Regions from separate parts of the Mus musculus genome. Here region 1 is linked to region 2. A link is a contact called in public HiChIP or PLAC-seq data. All regions are on one chromosome and are shown on one strand. The core of a region is the stretch at or near the end of the contact, and the rest is flanking DNA. Distances in the headings are between cores, read along the strand shown.

Region 1 (4,259 bases), core at 1,205-3,704, 390 kb before region 2:
AGCATCCTTAGCCAGCAGCTCTCATCCACCATCAGGGTCACAGCTGGGCCCTAGAGAAGAGTGGAGATGGGAAAGGCTCAGTCTATATAGGATGCCGAGTGGGGGGCTTTGCTCTGTTGTGTAGTGGTGGTCAGCAGCCTGGTAGCTCATAGCAGTAGGACTTGTGTAGTTCAAACACTATGATAACTGGAGGCATGGCAGGGAGCTGTGCATTCCCAGGCTATGCATTGGTCTCTGTTGGGAACAAAGGTCTAGAGCTGTCAAGCACTGAATCTATAGAGCCTGCTGATGTGTGTTCTCTTTCTGTGACAGCAGAGCTGCTGGCACCAAGGGTATGGCCCATACCACGCAACTGCTAGATTCCTGCAAGGAACTGAGAAAGGGAGGGAGGGAGGGAGAGAGGGAGAGAGGGAGGGAGAGAGGGAGAGAGGGAGAGAGGGAGAGCACGAGCCCATGTCTCTGTACAGTAGAGCTTTCCTTTCTGGTGCAGGGTGGAACTTTTGGCCCTGTCCGTTCATTGAGAGCACTGTCCTTCTCCTGAGATTGGCTGCCCCAACCCAAGACAGCTGTGTTGCCAGGGAGCGAGGGGTAGTGGGTAGCTGAGGCTCTGTGCCCTCTTCCCCATCATATGGGCCAGGGAACTGAGACAGAATAAAGGGGAGGGGGTTGGGGTTAGAAGTTCCAGCCTAGGGCTGTGCCACACACTTCCTCTGCAGCTCCATCTGAACCTGGAAGGGAAGAGCTCTGGGCTCAGCCCCCCAGGGCCACCAAAGCTGCTTGCTTCCTGCCCCCTGCACCCTGGCTCTCAGCCCAGCAGCAGAGGAAGTAAGTGTACGTGGCCATGTCTCTGTGCAGCCCAGGCTGGAAGGCTGGGCTGGGATTTGGTCTCCGGTGGAGGATGAGACACAGCCAGTGGAAGGCAGGGACAGCAGAGGCCCAGTCCTGTCTATCCTTGGAGGGTGGGGTGGGTGACTGCTGCCACTTGGGCACCTCCCTGTTCGCTGAGCTTACTTAGCCCCTGGACTAAGCCACTCGGGCACTATGTGTAAAGGCAGAGCAGGCCTGTGTATCATCCTGTCGGCCATTCGCTGTTTGATTCAAATAAATGCCTTTCACTCAGAAACCTGCACCCCAGGAACTCTTAACCCAAAGCTTAGAGCCCCTGCTCACTCCCGGCTCCTAAGAACCGCTGCGGTGGTCATGGCAATGAGCTCACTGGGTAAGGAAGATGACCAACAGGCTGGAACAGGAGGAGAAACAGGCTGCTGACTGTAAGGGGAACTGCCAGGACAGTGCTTGGCACTCCTGGGTCCCCTTGTGTGTGATGCCCACATAGGCTCTGGGGCCAAACGTCAGGGTTCAGGTCTGACCTTTCTCCTGTGACCCCTGTGGACCAACTCTTTACAGATCGCATTCACATGGCATATACAGAGCCAACAAGATAAGGCCTACTAGCTGGGAACTCCCAGTGACCCATGAGGTCATGACAGCCCAGCCCGGTGGCTTCCACGTCACCTGCCTGCTGCCACGTGGCTTGCCATGGAGCAGGGAGTGGAGATAAGCTGGTTCTGAAGGGGAGCCCTGGAGTCCTAGCAGGTAACACCTGCACCTCTGGCTTCAGTTTCCTGTATGCCAGCACGGTGAGGCCCACATGACAAAGTTGCTGTCAGGATAGGGGAAGGAATCCCCTTCCTTGTCCTGCCACCATCTCAGGGCGGTGGGAGAGCTGGGGGCTAGGGAGGCTGTGCCCTTCTCTGTGGGCCTTTCTGCCCTGGGCACAGATGAATGTGAGGATACAGGAAGCCCTAGAGCTGTGTATACTGGCCACGGCTGCTTACTTATGCTCTGCTTGAAGGATAACATGAACAGTAAGGCATCTCTGGACCTAGGTATTGCCTTGCACCCTGGACCTTGCTGGCAGTTGCCACACGTCCACTGAGGGAGTGCATTCTACCCAAGAGCCTGCTTCAGATCGGCTGGCTTCCGTCAGGAGGTGGCTCCCAGGGATGCAGGGGGTAGGTGAGCTTTCAAGGTCACAGTTGGATAGCACAGAGTAAGCAGCAGACGGGTGTGGGCAGCCACACAGGGGGCCTCTGACTCTCACAGGCTAGCTGTTCCTGGCCCCAGCAGATGGCTGTCAGTGAGGTGGCTGGGTCTGGCCCTCCCTGCCTCAGCCTTCCACTACTCTAATGAATATTAATGAGCGGAGGAGGGTGAGAAAATTAATCTGCCTGATCCTCTGATGGGTGCTGTGGTAACGATATGAAATCTAATTATTCGTCCCAATATTTCTAAACCCTCAAACTGAGACTGACAGCCTCGCGGTCGGTTTAACGCTTATCGCTCTCCGGAGCAGCGTGTTCACCGCATGATAAAAACACGAGCGCGCACACGCACGCCACTTTGCTGACGCTGCACAAGCTGCTCTTTCTGTGGCAGTCCCAGTGCATGGAACACCATACCGCACCCCCTTGCAGCACTGTGGCATGGGGTGCATGCAACCTTGGGGAGCAGTGCTAGGAGGGAGCAGTGGTTGCTGTCCAGCACATCAAGTCCCCAGGGAAATGGGCCATGAGTTCCTGGCTGCCCCAAAACAGAGGTCCTGCGCCTCCATGCAGGTCCCTTCTCTGTTTCCGTGTGTGTGTGTGTGTGTGTGTGTGTGTGTGTGTGTGTGTGTGTGTGTGTGTGTGAATGTCATTGCCCTGCATCAGGATAGGTTGGGGCTTGGGACAGGGCTTTGTGGTCACTCTTCTCCCTGTCTGGGTCTCTCAGGTAGGCCTCGGAGGAGGAGTTCAGCTCCCGGCCCCCGGCTCCTCTGTTCAGGTGTGTCTAGGTCAGAGAAGAGCCCTGGCATCTGTCCCACTCGCTGCCCCTCCAGCCATCATTTGTCTCTCCCTCCTGGCTCCAACTCTCCCTCCCCCCAGCCCTGGATGACATCAGCCACTTTAAATTCTCCTGTGGATCTGAGCCTGCTCCTGTTCCCCCAACAAAGAGGTCAGTGTCCGACTCTGCGGGCTGATAACCATCAGAAACCATCAGAAACCATCTCTGAGACGACTTTATCTGCGGCTGTTCCCAAATCTTGCTGCTCATAAAGCCGTTTTCAGGGAAGGTGAGCCCTCTCAGGTGGGCAGCTTGCTCCAAAAATGGTATCCCACACTGCTGCCTGGGCTTCAGGTCCCCATATGCTGGGGACTAGTGCTGGGGCCTGTGGTCACAGGGTGACTCTAATTAGGCCCTCTCTCCTGCTGATCCACCCTCCTTCCACAGTGATAACAGCCTATGGCTCCTCTCTTTTCCCCAGATGCCCATCGCCCACTTCATAGGTGTAGGGTTGAGGCTCACCGAGAATACACGCTGTGTACACAGGATTAGAACCAAAGTCTAAGAAGCTCTGCCCACCCCACTGTCACTGCTCATCCATGTACTCGCCCCTCAGTCCCTGAAGGCCAGCTCTGTGCCAAGGGCTAGAGACACAGTACATAGTAAAGGGGAAGGAGCAGGGCCTTTGAAGGGCCAGGGACAACAGGGGACAAGGGACCAGCAAGAGTGAGCTTGGGTTCATGTTAACTGCATTTCGTGTTGGGAGGAGAGCAAGGACGATGCTGGCCATCTCAGGCAGAGAAATGAGGGCAGAGATCACCTGCGGGGAGAGTCACAGGCGCATGGCTCATGCCATCCCTGCCAGCCATCCCTCTGTGTAGGGTGGGCCCTGCTGCTCACCTCCTGGCCCCAGCCTTTTACCTCAGGGTGGCTTTGGGGCCCAAAGATGGAGCTAGCTGCAGGCAGGTCTGAGGCCATAGCTGCTGCAGCTCAGGAGCAGATGGAGGAGCCTGAGGAGGGGTGGGAGCCTAGGATATTTTTTAAGCTTCTCCCTTAGCTGACGGGGAAACCAAAGATGGAGAAGAAGGGGGCTCAGGCCCCCACAAAGCCAAGAGCAAACCTAGACTGGGCCTGGTGACTGAGCCAAATGACACTCCTGACTGTCCCAGTCTCTATGGACTGGGCAGAATGGTGGCTTCACAGATGTCACCAGAATTGTGAGAGTGATCTTATTTAGAGAAAGGGTCTTTGCATATTTCATATGAAAATATGAAATCACCTGGAACAGGGTAGCCCAAATAACAAATGACATAAAAAAGAGAAGGTACAAGGGGAGATGGAGCCACATGAAGACCAAGAGTCCTGGGGCCACCAGACGCCTCAGGCAGCTCTGCCTCAAAGAGCACAGGACCTACTCTGCCCCTTAGGATAGTGGC
Region 2 (4,113 bases), core at 197-2,696:
TGGCTCTGGTGATGGCTCCATGTTCCACTGCTGATGGCCAAGCACAGCAGTTCCCACCAGTGTGCAGCCAACCTAAGGGTGACCCTGACTTGAAGCAAAATGTGCACGAGAGAGGGGAAAGTATCCTCTCACGGGACATCGAGGCCTGGCTCCCAGAAGTGTGGCTGGGGAGAGAAAGCCGACTGTTAGGGATCCTCACTCTCTTAACCCCGCTGACCTTGGCTCATCCATAACTTGATTGCTCCAAGGCCCGCAGCCTTGCACTGTGGGTGGACAGCAGCCTTCCAGTTTGACCTCAGCCTGACCCCACCCCTGGCGTCACCACCTTCCTCATCTGGATCAAAAGGATGCTCCCCACCCTGCGCAGACAGATGGAAAGAACCATCTGGGTGTCTTCCATCACATAAACTAACAGCGCATCCTTGGCTCGCATCGGCCCGGGCCAGTCTGCTTTCACTGTATCCATCCTGCGCCTTCCCTCCTCGCCTGGCTCGCTTTCTACATTTTTCTGTCCCTTCCATTTGAGTCCATCGGAAATCAGGAGCAGAGGATGGAAAACGCCAAGGGGGGGGGGGGTGGAGGGCAAGACACCACAGAAAAGTTTCCAGCCAGAATGAGGAAATGAACCTTCCACTTAAAACAAATAAAGAAAAGAAAAGGAAAACTGGATGGAAAAGAAAGAGCAGAAGTGTCCGTCTCCTGAGGTACCTAAGTGGATGGGAGGCACGGGGTGTGGAGGCAGTTTTATGGAAAGTGTGATTGTTTGGGTCTCTGTTTTGCCAAGTGCCAGCAACTGTAGTCACAAACCATCAGGAGGCATCAGACAGTTGCCCAGGAAGTCAGAGAAGGCAGAGGAAGCCTTCCAGGAGGTAAGGGATGCAGTCTCTTGTAGATTGTTAGAGGGATGAACTGCAGAGGCAGGTACTACATTCAAATGGCTGAAGACCACCAATCCAAAGGCCTGGGGGGGGGGGCAGCAGAGAGATGGTGGAGAGAAACAGATGGAAGCAGAGGACAGAGGGATGAAGGGGAGCCACCCCGGACATAGCAGCCAGGCCCGGAGGCTCAGCACTGCTGAGCCCCACGTGAGCCAGCTCACCATGTAAGTTTCACACTTGCAGGTGGCTCATCTTCTTTCCTGGGGATAGGGATGAGATTGGGGGGAGCATGAAATGATGCTCCAAGCAGCAAACTGGGCCATGGGCAGCAGAGAGTGTGTGTATCCGAGAGAGTATTACTCTACTCACCGGTGGATGGTGTAAGATCAGCCAGACCGTCAGTCTCCTTTGTTACTGAAGTCGCAGGCTGGCTCCACGGAACTGAAAGGAGGCATTGAAAACCTGGGTACCTGGAACCCTGCCAAAGGATTAAGCATTCAGCAGAGGACCTCTTCTTCGCCTGCTGTGGTCCCAGCCAAGTGCTGGCTGCATGCCCTTGTGATGCTGTCCACTAGAGGGACCGCCAAGAAGCAGGAAGCAGACATTAGCCCAGAGCTCAGGGTGGGCTTTCTCTGGTCACAGTGGATGTGGTCACTAAGACCTACTCAGTCAGTACAAGCAACTATGTATTGGTGATGCCCAGAGAACAGCTGCCGCTGAAGTTACTCTGTAACAATCCTGGAAAGAAAGAAGACAGTCTGAAGGGGATGCTTCAGCCATCAGACTGTGGAAACAAAGCACAACAGAGAATTATATTTTCCCCAGGAATTCCACACAGGAAGGGAAAGGCTGAATCCTGGCATCAGCCTCCCCCCAAACTCTCCCCCTCCCCCCCTGTAGAGAGATGAGCTGAGACAGTGGAAGGTCACTGCTGGGTAGGTCACAGAGTCTCTGCATATTTATACTCTTTGCATATTTAAACCCAAGCCTCCTGTCAGGTCCCAAGGGTGGTTGTTGGCAACACTGAAAACAGTTCCTTTCTCTGTATGATCTGTGAAAATATCTTTAAGTGGGATTTTAGGGAGGAGGGGCTGAGCCTAGCTTGCTGGGGGCTGCCAGAGCCCCCAGGCTTTGCCTGTAAAACTTCCCCGAATATTTTCACAGTCCACCATGGCCTCTGCTCCTCTAGGTGACAACTGACAGTCGCCACCAAAGCCAAGAGATCCCAAAGGAGCCCAAGTCCAAAACTGCTGCTGCTGGCCACCACAGGCCTGACTCCCAGGGTCAGCTTGTAAACTTAGAGCTCTCAGATTTTACTTCTGTCCACCAGGGGTCACCAGTTGCAGGTCAGAGAAAGGCCCTGCCTGACAAAACAAACCAAGAGGAAGCACCAGACAAATGGAGGCTCCTGCCTGGACAGGTGACCTGGAAATGAGGCAAGGAGAGCAGCAGCCAGGCCTCCTTCCTCATTTTTCTGGTCTCTACCGTGTCTCTCAACAGACCCCAAGCTCCAAGATAGCCCTCCACGGTCATAGCTAAGTGGGATGCCTTCTAGGGCATCTCCATTAGAGAGAAGGCTCCAGGGATGGATCCCTGAGCCTGACCAGGAAGGTGTAGATTGGTGAATTCAAGATGTTTCATAAAGCCAAGGAGAGACAAGTACTCAGAAGAGCCTCTTCTAGGGGATGCTGGCTCCCTTCTTTCTTCCTTCCATCTTTTTTTCTTTGTCTTTCTTGGTCTTTTGACTAGGACTCACTGAAACCAACTGGGAGTCACTATGAGACTCAAAACTCAAAATGTCCTCTGCCTCAGTCTCCTGAGACCTGGGATGGCAGGTGTGTGCCACCAGGCCTGGCTCTTGATGCACGATTTTTCTGAAGACGTGTCTGCCAATGTCCTTACAGAAAGGTCCTGCCCTGGGAGAAGCAGTGTCTGTTTCAGGTGCTGTGTCGGTCCCAAAGATGGAGGGTGTGATGGTTTGTATGTTCTTGGGCCAGGGAGTGGCACCATTTGGAGGTGTGGCCTTGTTGAGGTAGGTGTGCCACTGTAGAACTCTCAGCTCTGCCTGCACCATGCCTGACTGGATGCTGCCATTATCCCAACTTGATGATAATGGACTGAACCTCTGAACCTGAAAGCCAGCCCCAATTAAATGTTGTTTTTATAAGACTTGCCTTGGTCATGGTGTCTGTTCACAGCAGTAAAGCCCTAACTAATACAGATGGGAAAGAGCCCGAACCTGAATCATCATGGCTAATTTAACTAAAGCATGCTGTTAATCAAAGCAAGTTTTTAAAAATCCCTGTACACAGGCTGCCTTCCCCTAAAAGCAGGGTTTGAGAGGTCAGCACTGGATGAGAGGAAGATAAGAATTTTATAACTCAGGATTAGGGGGCTACAGGGTCACAGAAAGAGATGGTCAAAACAAGGCCATCACATCAGGTAGCCATAGCAATGCAACCATAGGGGCTATATAACCTTTTGACAGGTAGGGGTGCAAGATGGTTATAAACAACTTTTTTTAAAGAATTCATATATATGTAAACTGTAGGTGTAGAGATGGTTGTGAGCCTTCATGTGGTTGTTAGGAACTGAATTTTTAGGACCTCTGCTCACACTCCGGTCTGCCCAGCTTGCTCAGTCCCTGCTCGCTTTGACCCAAAGATTTTATTATTATACCTAAGTACACTGTAGCTGACTTCAGACCCACCAGAAGAGGGCATCCCAGGACCATTAGTAGTTAAGGCTACAGGAGGGGCACGGCCCAATCCTTGAAAAACAGAGGTTTAATCATAAACAGTCACGAACCTAGTTTGTCTTTACTCTAAAATGGGTTTGAAACCTAAAACAGAGACAGGCTGGCTCTTCAGCTGTCCCTTGACCCTGACAGTCTCAGTAGCCCCAATGACGGACTATCGGTACAGTAAGGTACAGTAAGTGGCTGTGGTTTGCGGAGCCCTCTGAGTCACCGAGGAGCTCACGTTTGCTCTTTGTTCCTGTGAAACAGAGGCCACTTTCCTTCTACAAATGTCATCTATGAGCTACAGAGAAAAGTGCAAAGCCACAGTGTGTGGAGGCCAGGGCTGATCTTAGCATGGCCTGGTGTTCAAGTCTACACTCTATGGGGCTTGTCGTGCCCTTTGAGCACTGCCAAGAGCTGTTGATCAGCCGTGACTTGTCCTCTCTTAGGGAGGACTGGGCACAGGGAAGCTCTTTGGCCTTGGACTTCACAGGT

What was found. HiChIP or PLAC-seq counts read pairs in DNA pulled down with a chosen protein or histone mark.
Region 1: a contact with region 2 is called in an H3K27ac HiChIP or PLAC-seq map of oligodendrocyte precursor cells, with 4 times the contacts expected there. The contact joins two enhancer-like sites. A contact is called at or near these places in 3 of 39 promoter capture datasets (the 3T3-L1 cell line, frontonasal cranial neural crest and hippocampal neurons), 6 of 484 Hi-C or Micro-C datasets (the N1E-115 cell line, bone marrow-derived macrophages, cortical neurons and 1 more), 13 of 115 datasets of contacts at active chromatin or transcription factors (SST interneurons, bone marrow-derived macrophages, effector CD8 T cells and 7 more) and 2 of 9 other capture datasets (embryonic stem cells and pancreatic islet).

The regions. Positions count from the first base shown.
Region 1 is chr8:122,327,881-122,332,139 of GRCm38.p6, reverse strand. Zfpm1 (zinc finger protein, multitype 1) reads right to left here. Exons shown (of 10, transcript NM_009569.4): 5 at 1-50. Among named protein-coding and RNA genes, the nearest start is that of Gm46056, 15 kb to the left of the region's middle. RefSeq lists an enhancer at 2,179-2,469. Within about 2 kb of position 2,454, at least 29 of the 459 cell types and tissues checked have an H3K27ac peak or open chromatin away from gene starts, as enhancers often do. A contact at or near this core is called in the N1E-115 cell line and oligodendrocyte precursor cells, where this site is marked.
Region 2 is chr8:121,932,809-121,936,921 of GRCm38.p6, reverse strand. All of the region lies in intron 2 of Car5a (carbonic anhydrase 5a, mitochondrial), which reads left to right. Among named protein-coding and RNA genes, the nearest start is that of Car5a, 10 kb to the left of the region's middle. Within about 2 kb of position 1,446, at least 72 of the 459 cell types and tissues checked have an H3K27ac peak or open chromatin away from gene starts, as enhancers often do. A contact at or near this core is called in the N1E-115 cell line and oligodendrocyte precursor cells, where this site is marked.